Regions from separate parts of the Mus musculus genome. Here region 1 is linked to region 2. A link is a contact called in public Micro-C data. All regions are on one chromosome and are shown on one strand. Each heading gives the region's core, a stretch centred on a gene start, on an enhancer-like site or on the middle of the called end of the contact. The rest is flanking DNA. Distances are from core to core; before and after follow the strand shown. Region 1 overlaps Lrmda (leucine rich melanocyte differentiation associated). Region 2 overlaps Lrmda (leucine rich melanocyte differentiation associated).

Region 1 (6,249 bases), core at 177-2,676, 200 kb after region 2:
CCTCTGGCAACACTGGGGCCTTGTTCCAGGATGGTCTTACATCTCTTTGTGTTTGCAGAAGAAGTCCAGAGGGGTCAAGGGGAAAACCCCTGCTTTCATTTGATGAAAAAGTACAGCTAGCCTCGACATGAGAGAATCCTTGATCAAACCCTGTCAGGATTTGAAAGCTGCGAAAGCTGCATTCTACTTCCTTCAGGCTACCTCAAAGGCAATGAACACATCCTTCAGGACCAGGCTTCAGGGAATAGCAATTCCCGGGTCTCCATCAGCAGATCCTGTCTGAGTTCAAGGACATCCCTTCTTTCTTGAGGACTAACCTAAAAGAGCCTCCCCTTGCTTTTAGCCCCTGGCCACTTCCTATGTATTCTCTCTAAAAAGAAGGTCTTCTGTACCATCTTTGGAATAGCCTCACCCTGGTGCACATCCTCAGCTGAGAGAAATATCTAAGTGTACTCGGCAAAGTCAAATCACTTGATGTTCTTCTCTTGCCATGCAAACAAAACTACTTTACTCCACCCTAGACACATTTGAAGAAGAAAAGATAGACAGAAAAGTAGAACAACCATAACTAGCTCCTGCTAGAAAGGGCCCATTTCCTACTTCTGCTGTGGTTACTATTGGAAATAAGGTCAGAAGGGCATCTCTTTCACACCCTCAAAGCACCCACAGGTGTTTTCTACTCAGTCCCCACGAAAGGCTTCCTCGCAATCCTTCTATCTTAACTATTCTATTAAATAAACACCAGAGAAACCCATTATTTTGCAATAAGCTCCTGCACTGGGCCCCCATAACACAGGATAAAAATAAAAATAGAGTCAGCCACACTAAAGCTCTAAAGGGAAACTGTGCTCTGTGGGTTTTCCAGAAATCAGGAAAGATAGGAGCCACATTATTGCTGTTACTGTTGCTTTTCTAAGCAGTGGTTACTACCCTTCCTAAGGCTGAGACCCTTTGATATAGCTCCTTGTGTTTTGGTGACCACCTCCCAAATAATATAATTATTTTGTTACTACTTCATAACTTTGATTATTGTCTATTGTTATGAATCATAATGTAAATATCTGATAAGAAGAATATCTGATATGTGACCCCCCCCAAGGGGGTCAAGATTCACAGGTTGAGAACCACTGCACAAATTAATTCAATCAGTGGTCATAATACACTTCCTTCCATTTTAATCCTTACCACTACCAAAGGAGCCATGAAGTAACATTACATGAAGCAGTCAGCTAATTTTCTATTATTCAGTTTCTGAGTCACAAACAAAAAGTCAACTTGAAATGATCAATGACTACTGGGTCCTTATTTCTGCTTTCTGCAGTCCTTCTATGACCTTACAAACAATTTCCTCTAACTCAGCTCTCTTGGGTACTTGTAACCCAAGTTACAGAATCAAGTCTTGCTCAACTTTAGAACTGCAAACAAAGTCAACAAAGATTTTTACAGCATACTGGCCATAATTTTTCTTTCCACACTCTGTTCCTCACCCTTCTGTCCAGTGTGGTCTCTTCTTCCTAGGGTAATTTCTGTGTCCAATTAGATTGTAGGGTTCTTGGTAGCAAAGCTGATGGCCATGCTCCTGCATCTCTGGAGTGTCCCTGGCCAGGTTCCACCTGTTACTACATCTTGTGAAACTTGTGCACCACACACTGATGGCAGAAGCAGAAACAGACCCCAGCAGTGACCTGAATCACGTGGAACTCTGAGGAAGGGAAATGAAAAGCCACCACCTCCTAATACCACACCCTTTATAAAACACACACATCCCAACAAATCCAAGGGTTATTGGAAAACTGACAGCCTTCTTCCTTGACCAGCCCTAGCCAAAGAGAAAATTCAATAGAATGAAGAGAAAAGCAGAGCCGTAAATATTAATGGCTGAGACAAGGACACTGGAGGACAGCAAGCTGCACAGAACAGGTGTTTGCTTCCCCCAGTTTCAACCCAGTTGCAGCCAACGACGTCATCCTTTGGCCTTCTTGGGCTTACCGACAGGCCATTTTTCATGATTTTACCATCTCTGGCCAAATGCAAACTTTTTAAATTAAATGTACTGCATGATTCCAGATGTTTGTTTATTTGTTCCAAAAAAAAAGGTGGGGGAGTTGTAAAATCACTACATGTGGAAAATCCCAGGGCAGTGGGTAAAGTTTTGTAGAAGACACGAGGAAACTGAGTTAGAAGTATCTGGAACTTGGAATGTAACTCGCAGGCTCAGCTTTCAGCAGAACAATCTAGAGCAAAAGCACTGGCATCCCGTAACTTCTTTCCACGAGCTCACTGCTGAGCAATAAAAGTTGCTGGGCATCTATTCCCTTTTAAATGAATGTAACTCAACTGCAGGCCAAAGGATAGAATAAGAACAATTCTCATCTCAGCTTTGCCTGCTTACTGTATGTTTGTTCCTGTAGTAGCCACAGGATTCAGAACATTAAATTACTCAGTCTTCCATTTAACAGGCCAGATTGTAGTGCACGCCTGAGTGGCAGGAGAGAATCCTGTGGAAAGGAACAGAGATGGGGAACAGAACCAGACCACAGCTTCCCACACAGAAGACTGCCCCAAACATACTCAGCCTCCGAGCCTCTTGAACTTGCTGCAGAATGCATCTCAGGCTCCTTCCTTCATTCTCTGCCTCTTCTGCCAGTCGCTTGGATCACTGAAGACTGGGATACTTCAACTATCCTAACTGAGGGCAGAGTTGTACATTTCAGGCTCAAAGGCCAAATTACAAATGCTCTGATAAAGAGAGATAGAAAAGCTCATTTCCTTTAACGCCTGAGCCATGGTGAGTAAGAACATTGACAGCCCCAAACAGGAATCCTATGGCTGCCACAAGGTCCCCTTATATGTCCCACTTTTGGCCACTGGCAGTCTGTCTGACTCCTGCTGTCTGCCCTATCTGTTAAGATGTTATTATCTACATTACCTTTGCTAGAAGCCTTATTTCTAGCACAATGACTCTAGCCTGGTATCAAGAAATCAAAAACTTTTAAACCAAGGGCAAACTCCCATGGCTGTCATCCTCCAGTGGCCATCTGGACTCCAAATCCTTCTGTTTGCAATGTCTTGACTTCCTATATGCCATTTCACAAGCCTACAGCACTCACAGGATTCTGTGTCCTTTCCGGAGTCATATGGGACCAAATCTCTTACAATCCAAGAATCGAAGGTCTAAGGAGGCCGAGGCAAGAGATGATGTGTTCAAGGTCAGCCTCACCTAAAGAGCGAGACCCTTTCACAACCACATACACAAAGCTCTTTTTAAATAAATATAGCCCCCCCCCCCAGTCTGGTCAAGACTGGTAACAATTTGGGGCCATTATGTATAAAGGAACTGTATCCTCAACTTGTCAGTTCCATCTAATCTTATCTCCTGCTTCTTCACCCACATCTCTTCTCTGGAATGCCTTTCTTTTGCCCTCTCCCCTACTGCATCCCTCTAGGTTCCTCAAAGCTCACACTCAAAATCCTCTAAATGGCCACGCCTCTCTTCCCTGACTCCCTCCTCCAGTGATGCCCTGCACATGTGCGTTCTATCAAGCACTCTCACATTAAGTTGTCTAATGCATAGGGCGTTGGCTTCCTGCCATTGTGTCACACACAGTAGTTCCTCATCCAGACATAAATGCTTCAGAGACAGATGAATTTCTGAATTCTCACATTCAAACAGAGGTGATGGATGCAGTAGATAGGAACGACAGGCCTGCTGGGAGATCCCTCCAGTGACCTTTGCTCCTAGGAATCATGTCCTTTTGAGTCATGTGTGAGCACATCTCAGTTTGCCTTTTATAACAAAGGGCTAAGAATCGGCCCCCCTGTAGTGGCTCCTATCTGTAGTGCAGGCACTAGGAGGCTGCGGTAAGGGGATCATGAGTTCAAGATTGGCCTGAAATACATGGTAAGATCCTGTCACAGATACCCTCTCACAAATAAGCAGAAAGCCTTGAAGAATCGGCCTGCAGTCCTAACGTCATTAGAACATGTCGGCTCTTTCATACTGCACAGTCTAGGTCTCATGGTCTTTTTTATTGTAAGGAGACATTTACTTCCACGTTTTACTTAGACTTTTGAGAAAAAAAAAATGAAAAAAAAAAAAAGGTCCACTTTTCTCCTTCCAGTTTACTGAGGTAAGGTTGTGGAGGAGGGGAAGTAAAAATCCATTTTTCCCCCTTTGCTTTGTTTAGGGGACAGAAGAATGAGATTGGTAGCCTGCCTGTGTCTGTGAGTGTTCCACAATTCTGCCCAAAGAATAGAAATGAAGCGCTCCCAGGGATTACGAGTAAAAAATCATCCGTGGAGGGAAAGGCTAGGAAATGGACCCTTATGGATTTCATATGCTTGAAGGAGGTTGCTTACAGTTCCTGGCTAACATCCATGCCAGTCTTGGTAATAGTCTAGCAGATTCATCCATCTTCAGATTCCACTCGGCTTGCCCTTCCATCACTGCCGACCTCCCAGACAGCCGACACACATTTGCACATCCATCTATATACACTCGGAAGTTTTAATCTACACGGCCCTCCATTCCAATCCACCCAGCCCGGCTTGGTGCATGGTGAAGCTATTGACCCTGCAAAGTAGCAGAGAGATGAATTTGATGACCCAGACTAGAGTTTTTAAACCATTCCAGCAAGGTCTAGAATCAAAGGAAAAGTACAATTTATTCAGCACTTAGTAAAGTCCTTTTACGTGGGAACAGAGCGCACACACAGAAAATAGACTCCCACTGCCGCACAGATGAAATAAACCTGTCAACTACAACTGTCAAATCATGAGTCACCTTGATTAAATAAAGGAGACTTGAGCTTCACCTGGCATCTGAGAATTCCACCAAGAATATGCACATAAAAGCATTATGAAGGAAAGAAGTCTAAAGTAATGGGTTCTGTTCAAAATGTCATCAGAGGAAATCATTTTACATAATTAGAAAATGCTAATAATAGTTCCCCACAAGAAACCAACATACCCACCCCCCCTCACAGCCAGGGCTTAGGCATAGCAAGGGTTTTGAAAGATAAGTCAAGGCCTTGCTGCCATTTAACAAGTCTCTGCTAAATGTGTCTTAGCAGCAGGCAATATTTTTTTCTCTTCTCTCTCATTGTTTGTTTTCTAGTTTTTAGTACACTCTGTGGATAAATTTCCATCAAACATGCTTAATAAACTTCCAATAAATGAGTGCCAGTTTATTATTAGTATTGCTGTCTTGCTGTGGTTTACAGAGTACTGAATCCAAAGGCTCTCCTACTTCAAACAACAATGCTAATTATAGGTGGAAAAACATCATCTCCTGGGTAGTTGTCATGAAGATACAACTGGATGGTGCAGTCAATAATAAGAGAACCACTTTAGTCACGTTAGTCTGAGCTAAACTGGACTCTACCTAGAACTGTCTCCAGGACCTTGAATTTCTTTCTTTTTTCTTTCTTTTTTTCAAGTGGGCAATGACTAGCAAAAGGCAGCAGGACAAAGGACTGCTGGGGGCAGAGCTATAACACTGTCTGAGTAAATATATTTCTTTTTTTTATTAGATATTTTCTTTATATACATTTCAAATGCTATCCCGAAAGTTCCCTATACCCTCCCCCCACCCTGCTCTCCTACCCACCCACTCCCACTTCTTGGTCCTGGCATTCCCCTGTACAGGGGCATTTCTTTGTCTAAAGATTTTGTAACTGGTTTGTGTTTGTGTTGTTTATAATGTTCATCTCTATCTGCCTTCCATACCTCTTGAGGGTGGACCTGGAAATATGGTAAAAAATGAAACAAAGTTAAAAATTAAGGAAATAGAAAAACTACTGGTCAAAAGAGAGATGGTTTCCAAGTCTTCTAACACCAGCAACCCTCCCAAATTGTAATGAGCATCCTATACAACAAGCAAGCCCCACTGAGCATGGCTTGTCATGGAGTTTTCCAGGCGAGTATGGCTCCACCCCATACACCTTTCCATGCAGGCTCTACCTCTTCACAAACATCTACTTAATTTTTCTCATATGCATTTCACTTGCTAATTTGATCACTAGAAGCAAAGGGCTGTATTTATGTTGTCTCAGAAAAATGTATCTCCTCAGATCTCAGGCAGAAAGCGGTTTTAATAATACAAATGAAAAACAGTCACTGTTTTTCTTTTCTCTTTTGGACGGCACCTCTGAGCTGCTCCTGGAGATATACAGAAAGATCAACAGCTAAGCAGGAAATGCAATCCCCATTTAGGAAATGGCAAACGATAACTAATTACGATATGTTCTA
Region 2 (6,045 bases), core at 1,801-4,300:
GAATGCTCTCTGACTCTCAGAGATGTAAACGGCATGGACCAGAAGGAACGCTCCCATTCCCCATGGGCCTGGGCTTTTGTTGCATAAGAGTCAAATGGTACCTAGGAAAGGAAGAAACGCCTGCAGTTTACAGTTGACCTTACAGTTTACCTCGACCTCAGCCACATGACATGTTACTGGCTCCCCTGAGGATCTAAGAGGTAGTTAGCAGGGCTGACAGGCATATAGGACCTGCACACAGTTCAGTATAAGCAAGGCAAAGTGACAGGAAGAGAGATTAAAAAAAAAAAAAAACTAGGGGAAAGGATCCTTGGTAGCAGTTTTTTTCTAGAAGAAAGTTCATGCCTTTCCTTCATGCCTAGACATACTGTCTTCCACTGGCCTCTGAATCCCAGCTTAGAATTCAAACAAGCTTTCTACTTGATCCAGGGGACAGACAAAAAGGAATGGGTGACCCTTCCCTCCTTCCCAAACTAGTAGGCTAAGACTTGAGGCAGATATCTGGGTTTGTAGTCAGCATTTTCAGTTGAAGATGTGTGGGTACCACGGCTGCAAGGACACTTGCTGGCTCTCCTTCCCATGTCTGGGGAGGATGCACTGGACATTGTCCTTGCTTTTGGCTACCCACCTCCACACACGCCATCCAGTATTATACAAATGAGAAGCACCAGGGGATGCTTATTCTAGACTCTGCCACTGTGTTGGGGTGGTCACTGAATGCTGCCATCTTCGCCTGCAGGATATTTTTGGCTTCTGGCTTACATGTGCTAACATGTGTAAACTTGCCTGGTAATTTTCCTTTGAGAAGGTGCCAGTTATGCACAGTTCTGTTTTGACAGTTTAACTCCTTACTTGCTTCTTAAATACCAAGTCAAATATTTTCTGTTCTTAATATTCTCCTTTCTACTTTCAGAAGAGTATGACTTCATTCCCATGTAATATTCCTCTACCGGCTTTTGCAAACTATGAATATAGTCCAGTGACGTCTTATCTTTTCTGCCATCATTTAGTGGTAAGAGCCCCATTTCCCAGAGTAAATTTGTGTGTTGTTGAATTACAGCAGGAGAGGTTGAGCTGTCTGGGAAAGTTTGGTCACATTTTACCATGTTTATCTCTGGCTGATTTCATTTTATTTTTTTCATTATTTCTACCAAGGTTAATCCCACCCTATGAATTCGAGATCTTGGGATGTAAATCGCGGGTCAGTGTTTTTATCTATGACAAATCATATTAGATTCAAGGTTCCATTGATGCCAGTTCTTCCTCGGGCTGATTATTTCTACTGGCAATGCTTATCATAAATTAAAGGACAGCTTTTATTTGTTTCTTAGCACCTGGAGCCCAATGTGGACATTCTAGATGTAAAACAAGATTCAAGTTATGGGGTTATGACAGGATGCTTTCTGTAAACACAGTGAACACAGAGTCAGATCTCACAATATGGCCATTAATTCAAAGGTTAGGATGCAGACAAAGAGCCTCTCAGATTAAACTTAGAGAAATGTGTGCTTGGCCTCAGTGCTCAAACACTGAGATGGCCTGAAGGGTGGTTCATAACTATCCCTTGAGAGTCTAGATTGTGAAGCCTGCTCAGCCGGATGCTGGGCCATGTCAGGCCTCACCCTGTATCTGAAGGAAGCACAACACCAGGGGGAAAGGCTCTAACTGTAGTGAGGTGACTGTGACGGGCAAGCATCCTTGCCTCCAGACCAGGGAGGCTGGACAACTCAGGGTGAGAGTGAGCAGACAGGTTGACATGTCATAAAGCAGAGTCTGTAGGAAATATGCTCTGGGCTCCCAGGGCAGTTGAAATGAGGCTTGTCATCTTAGGAGGAAAAGGAGTTAGGAAAGGGAGGACAGGAGGACACACACACACACACACACACAAACACACACTTTTTCTACATAGCAAGACCAGTTTTCCCTTTGTGTATGCAAGTTTTAGACATCCTTGTCCATTGATCAGACGCCCAGGCACCATCCCTGCTGTCTCTCCTTGAGCCCACGGATATCATGGCCAGGTGAAAGATACTCCAGACCTTCTGAACCATCACAGAACATGTATCCACTAAGAATCCTAGTTAGGAGAGCCACTGGGCCTTTGCTCACATGTCCTTTCCAATTTGTTTGCAATATGAGCAGGCCCTCTATGAAAGACCCTCGGAGCCAGCATCTATCTCTCACCTCCACTCACAGAATTTTGATCAGAATGAGATATGGTAGAAATAAGAGACCAAATCTACTTTCCTTGCTTGAACAAGTCCCCTCCCTCTTCAGAAATAAGTTTGTAAATCTTGCTGGGCCAAGCTTTGTTTGTTTACTTATTTGCCTTTGCATTGTCAGTTCTGTTCTGTCCCAAATAAAAAATGAGAGCAGAGAACACCCTTCTTCCTGATGTCCGAAAGAGCAGTTTACTTACGCCCAGCTGTTAGCATTACTTTGTCCTTCCCTGAACTCTTTAGTCAGACACATAATGCTAAGTTCTGCTTTTATAGCTTATTTTTCAGGTGTATTATTTATTTGTTCAGTCTTCTTCACAGGCACAAGGGCCTCCCGAGAACTTCAAAGATCACCACCAACAGGACACTGGCTCATCCTTTGCTGCTTCTTCACGGAGGGCAAAAGGAGCTGTAGAGTGGGCCAGCAAGAGGGGCATAATGGATGTGAGAAGGGCTAGATTCCAAGGTGCACGCTAAGATGGGATGCAAATCAAGTGTAGTTCATCAGGTGCCTTTCCAGCAGCTCCTGGATGGATCTCACCCTGGCTGTCATTCAAAATGGACAGTGCTCATGTGGGAAGACTTCATGTTTCTGTTTCAAGAGAACGAAGAAATCTTTCAGAAAGGAGACAGGGGCCAGAGGGTGTGTGTGAGGAAAGTACAGAGGGGAAGAAGGGGGAAAGAGAGGGAAAGGGAGAGAGAAGTAGAGGGGTGAAAGAAAAGTAGAGGGAGGAAGGAAGGGAGACAGAGACAGAGACACAATCACACCCCCTCCACCACTCCCAATATCTCTGTATTTATCCTTTCCACTTCATCTTTTGAAGTCAGAATCGTAGCCACTAGAGGGCAGCATGCAGTTAGGAAACAGCCACGGCTTTCTTTAAATAAATAAGGGCAACTATTCAGGGAAGGCCATTAAAGCCACACTGTGCTTGTGGTCACCAATTACACGTTCTGTAATGATCAATATGTCATGTTTACCCAATCTGAGCTGAAGGCTATCTGGGACTGAGGCTACCAAAGGCCCCCCTCTCTATGACACATTTAGGTTCCTTCTGCCTCCGTTTCAGGGGACTAGTCTTCCTTACCAGCCATGGTTAGTTTTAGCTCAGGGCTTTGGTTTTGGATTTGTTTTTTGTTTTTAAATACTACCTGCACAAATATAAAGAAGCATGCAAACCAATAAAAACAGATCCTCTCTTAGAAAAAGGAAACAAAAAGCACTTGTACCATGGGCACTCCCCCAAAGAAAAGTGACATCCATTGGCGTGGAGTTACCATTCTCTGGGAGCATATTTTAAGTTATTTTTATTTTTTGACTCAAGTGACCATTGGGTCAATACACAGAAATCATGGCTGCTGCTTTTTTAAAGGCAGGTTTTTCTTGCTTAAAACCCAATGAGTGTCTTCCGTCCCTTCTCAGAATATCTAGTCCAGAGTCATCACTCACACTGAGAACAGCAACCGAGTGACCTCCCATACTCTAAGAGACATTGGTATGTGCAGCTTCCACAGATATTAAGCCCAACCTGGTTTTAAAGTCCAGGAAATGGCATTCTAAACTAAAATCACATGGAATGAAAATAATTGAGAGGATTCAACCCAAGATGACAAAAACCAGTTACTTGGTTCTTCTCCCTCCACCCCAAGTAACACAGCGCAGAGTGCAGCAGAAGCCCTAGCAAGCAGGACAGGGCTCCTGCCCTCTTTCTAGGCATTCTCTCAATGTAACAGTCGTGTGACAAAGCAGCCACAAAGGAAAGGTGGGGCCCAGTTAATTAATTAGATTATTATCTCATGATTAAGTGGAAACTTTGAGTTCTCTCTCACCCATAAAAGCAACAGTCTCACTAGATTTGCCAGAGTGGCTGCAGTTGAGGGTTACCAGTGAGGATGACACAATCAGGAAGTAAGATGGGGGTGGGGGTGGGGGTGGGAGAAGTGAATGCTACTCAGAAACACAGCATCCTTCCTCTGCACAGACTTCAGAAGGGTTCAGACAGCAGATTCACACACACACCACCAAGCCCAAGCTACATCTTAGGTGTTCAACAAATAATTTGTATAGACTGGTGATGGAAGTCAGAAGGCAGCCTCATCTGTCATTTTTTCAATTTATTCTATCTTTTAAGACAGCCTTTTGGGGGGGGGTTACAGATTACCCATTCAGCTACAGTGGGTTTCCAGGACTCTCTAGGCTGGGGTGATAAGTACATAGCAATATGCCTGGCTTTATCACGCATGCTTGTCTTAAGAGATGGAACATGACTCCTCAGGTTTGCTTCCCACTGAGACGTCTCCCCATATCTAAGTTGATATTTGTGGACTGAGCACAATGGCCTAAGGGTGCTTCGGAGCCCATACATTTGACATGCCAAAGAGTTGGGTGTCCTCTCCCTAGGAACTGGTTCTCCTTGACTTTCTCTCCATGGGGACCATCCCCAAAACTTCCAATTTAGTGGGTCTGAGTCTGGGACGAGAAATTTGTTTCTTTTGGAAAATTCCCAGATAATGTTGCAGAATGATCTTTAAGAAAGTCTGTTCTAGAACAACCTAAAGGCCCCTCCCCACCCTGCCCTTTTCTTTGGTAAAGTAAATGCCCTCATTTTTATTCATATTTAAAGTTAGAGACACAAAGAATCTGGCTAGTTGAAGATCTTACTGTATTGCACTCTAGTAAATAGAAGTTTTATTTGCTTCCCAAGAGCAGCCAGAAAACAAATGGCACCTAAAACAGATAAGTAATGACTGACTGAAGCGAGGGACAGCTCTTGTCTAGCACAGTATCAGGCCCTTAGTTCAAACTTCAGCACTGAAATAAGAAAAAAAAAAAGATGCACAATATTTGGACATTCAAGCTTTCTCCCATTTTGGGGTTTTATTTTAGTGGCATGCTGATTGCATTAACAGGAGAAGAAAGCAGAGAATGGGGTAGGACTGGGGGTGAGCCTGTAAAACATGATTTATGAAGTACAGAGCAGGGGGAATTGGGAAAACAGCTTTCCAGATATCTTTGCTCCTCCTCCAAGCTGCCAGGCCCCTCTATGAACACACCTGAGAAGTGGGGTTTCCTGGCAGAGTGTGAACAGGGGTGCTGGCTGTGCTCTTAAGAAGACATTCACATTTTGGTTTCAGATCTGTTCTCATCGAGGGCTAGCATCAAAAGGTGGAGGCAGGGCTTTCTCTACAGTTCTGTGTGCTTCCTTGGGCTGAAATTTATCCAAGGAGTTATTGAAAATAAACCCAGGTTTTTAGAAAAGAGGTCAGGGAGGGGCAGGATGGAACTCTCAGACGAAATTAAGCAAATGTAGTAACAACTGAGATTGTTGTAATTCAAGCCCCTAAAGGGCTTCCTCCCTGAGCACACTGACCCAAACTCCGTCTGCCCTCCATTAAAATCCAAGTGAACTGGTTCTCCATAGATGATATCATAATCTTTCTTAGTTCTAGGGTAGTCAAAATTGCCTCTCTCAAAGAAAAACAAAGAGGATCTGTTGATATTTGATCTAATTGAATGAAATTTACATTGTCTGTCTCTCCCTTCCTCTTACCCACCCCTCCCCCCTTCTTCATTCCTTCCTTTCTTCTTTCTCCCACCCCTGCCTCTAGCTCTCTCTGTCCAAAAGTGTGTGTCCAAAAGTCTACTGTTGCAGAATCACAATACTTGGACACTAACAAACTGTACTCCTGAATGTCTTCAACTACCCATCCTCCACCTTCTTGACACATGCTTTTATGTATGTGTGTATATATACATGCACACATGTGTGTACATCAAGACAAAGAAGCACACAAGAGCACTAGAAACTTTCTGGACCCTATTTCT

Evidence for each region. Hi-C and Micro-C count contacts between places; a contact is called where the count stands out from the background.
Region 1: a contact with region 2 is called in a Micro-C map of brown adipocytes, with 7 times the contacts expected there. The contact joins two enhancer-like sites. A contact is called at or near these places in 5 of 484 Hi-C or Micro-C datasets (beige adipocytes, brown adipocytes, embryonic stem cells and 2 more).

What each region holds. Positions count from the first base shown.
Region 1 is chr14:22,842,903-22,849,151 of GRCm38.p6, reverse strand. All of the region lies in intron 6 of Lrmda (leucine rich melanocyte differentiation associated), which reads right to left. Among named protein-coding and RNA genes, the nearest start is that of Gm30926, 45 kb to the right of the region's middle. Within about 2 kb of position 1,426, at least 25 of the 459 cell types and tissues checked have an H3K27ac peak or open chromatin away from gene starts, as enhancers often do. A contact at or near this core is called in brown adipocytes, where this site is marked.
Region 2 is chr14:23,043,601-23,049,645 of GRCm38.p6, reverse strand. All of the region lies in intron 6 of Lrmda (leucine rich melanocyte differentiation associated), which reads right to left. The region is part of intron 2 of Gm10248 (predicted gene 10248); the gene reads left to right. Among named protein-coding and RNA genes, the nearest start is that of Gm10248, 48 kb to the left of the region's middle. Within about 2 kb of position 3,050, at least 19 of the 459 cell types and tissues checked have an H3K27ac peak or open chromatin away from gene starts, as enhancers often do. A contact at or near this core is called in brown adipocytes, where this site is marked.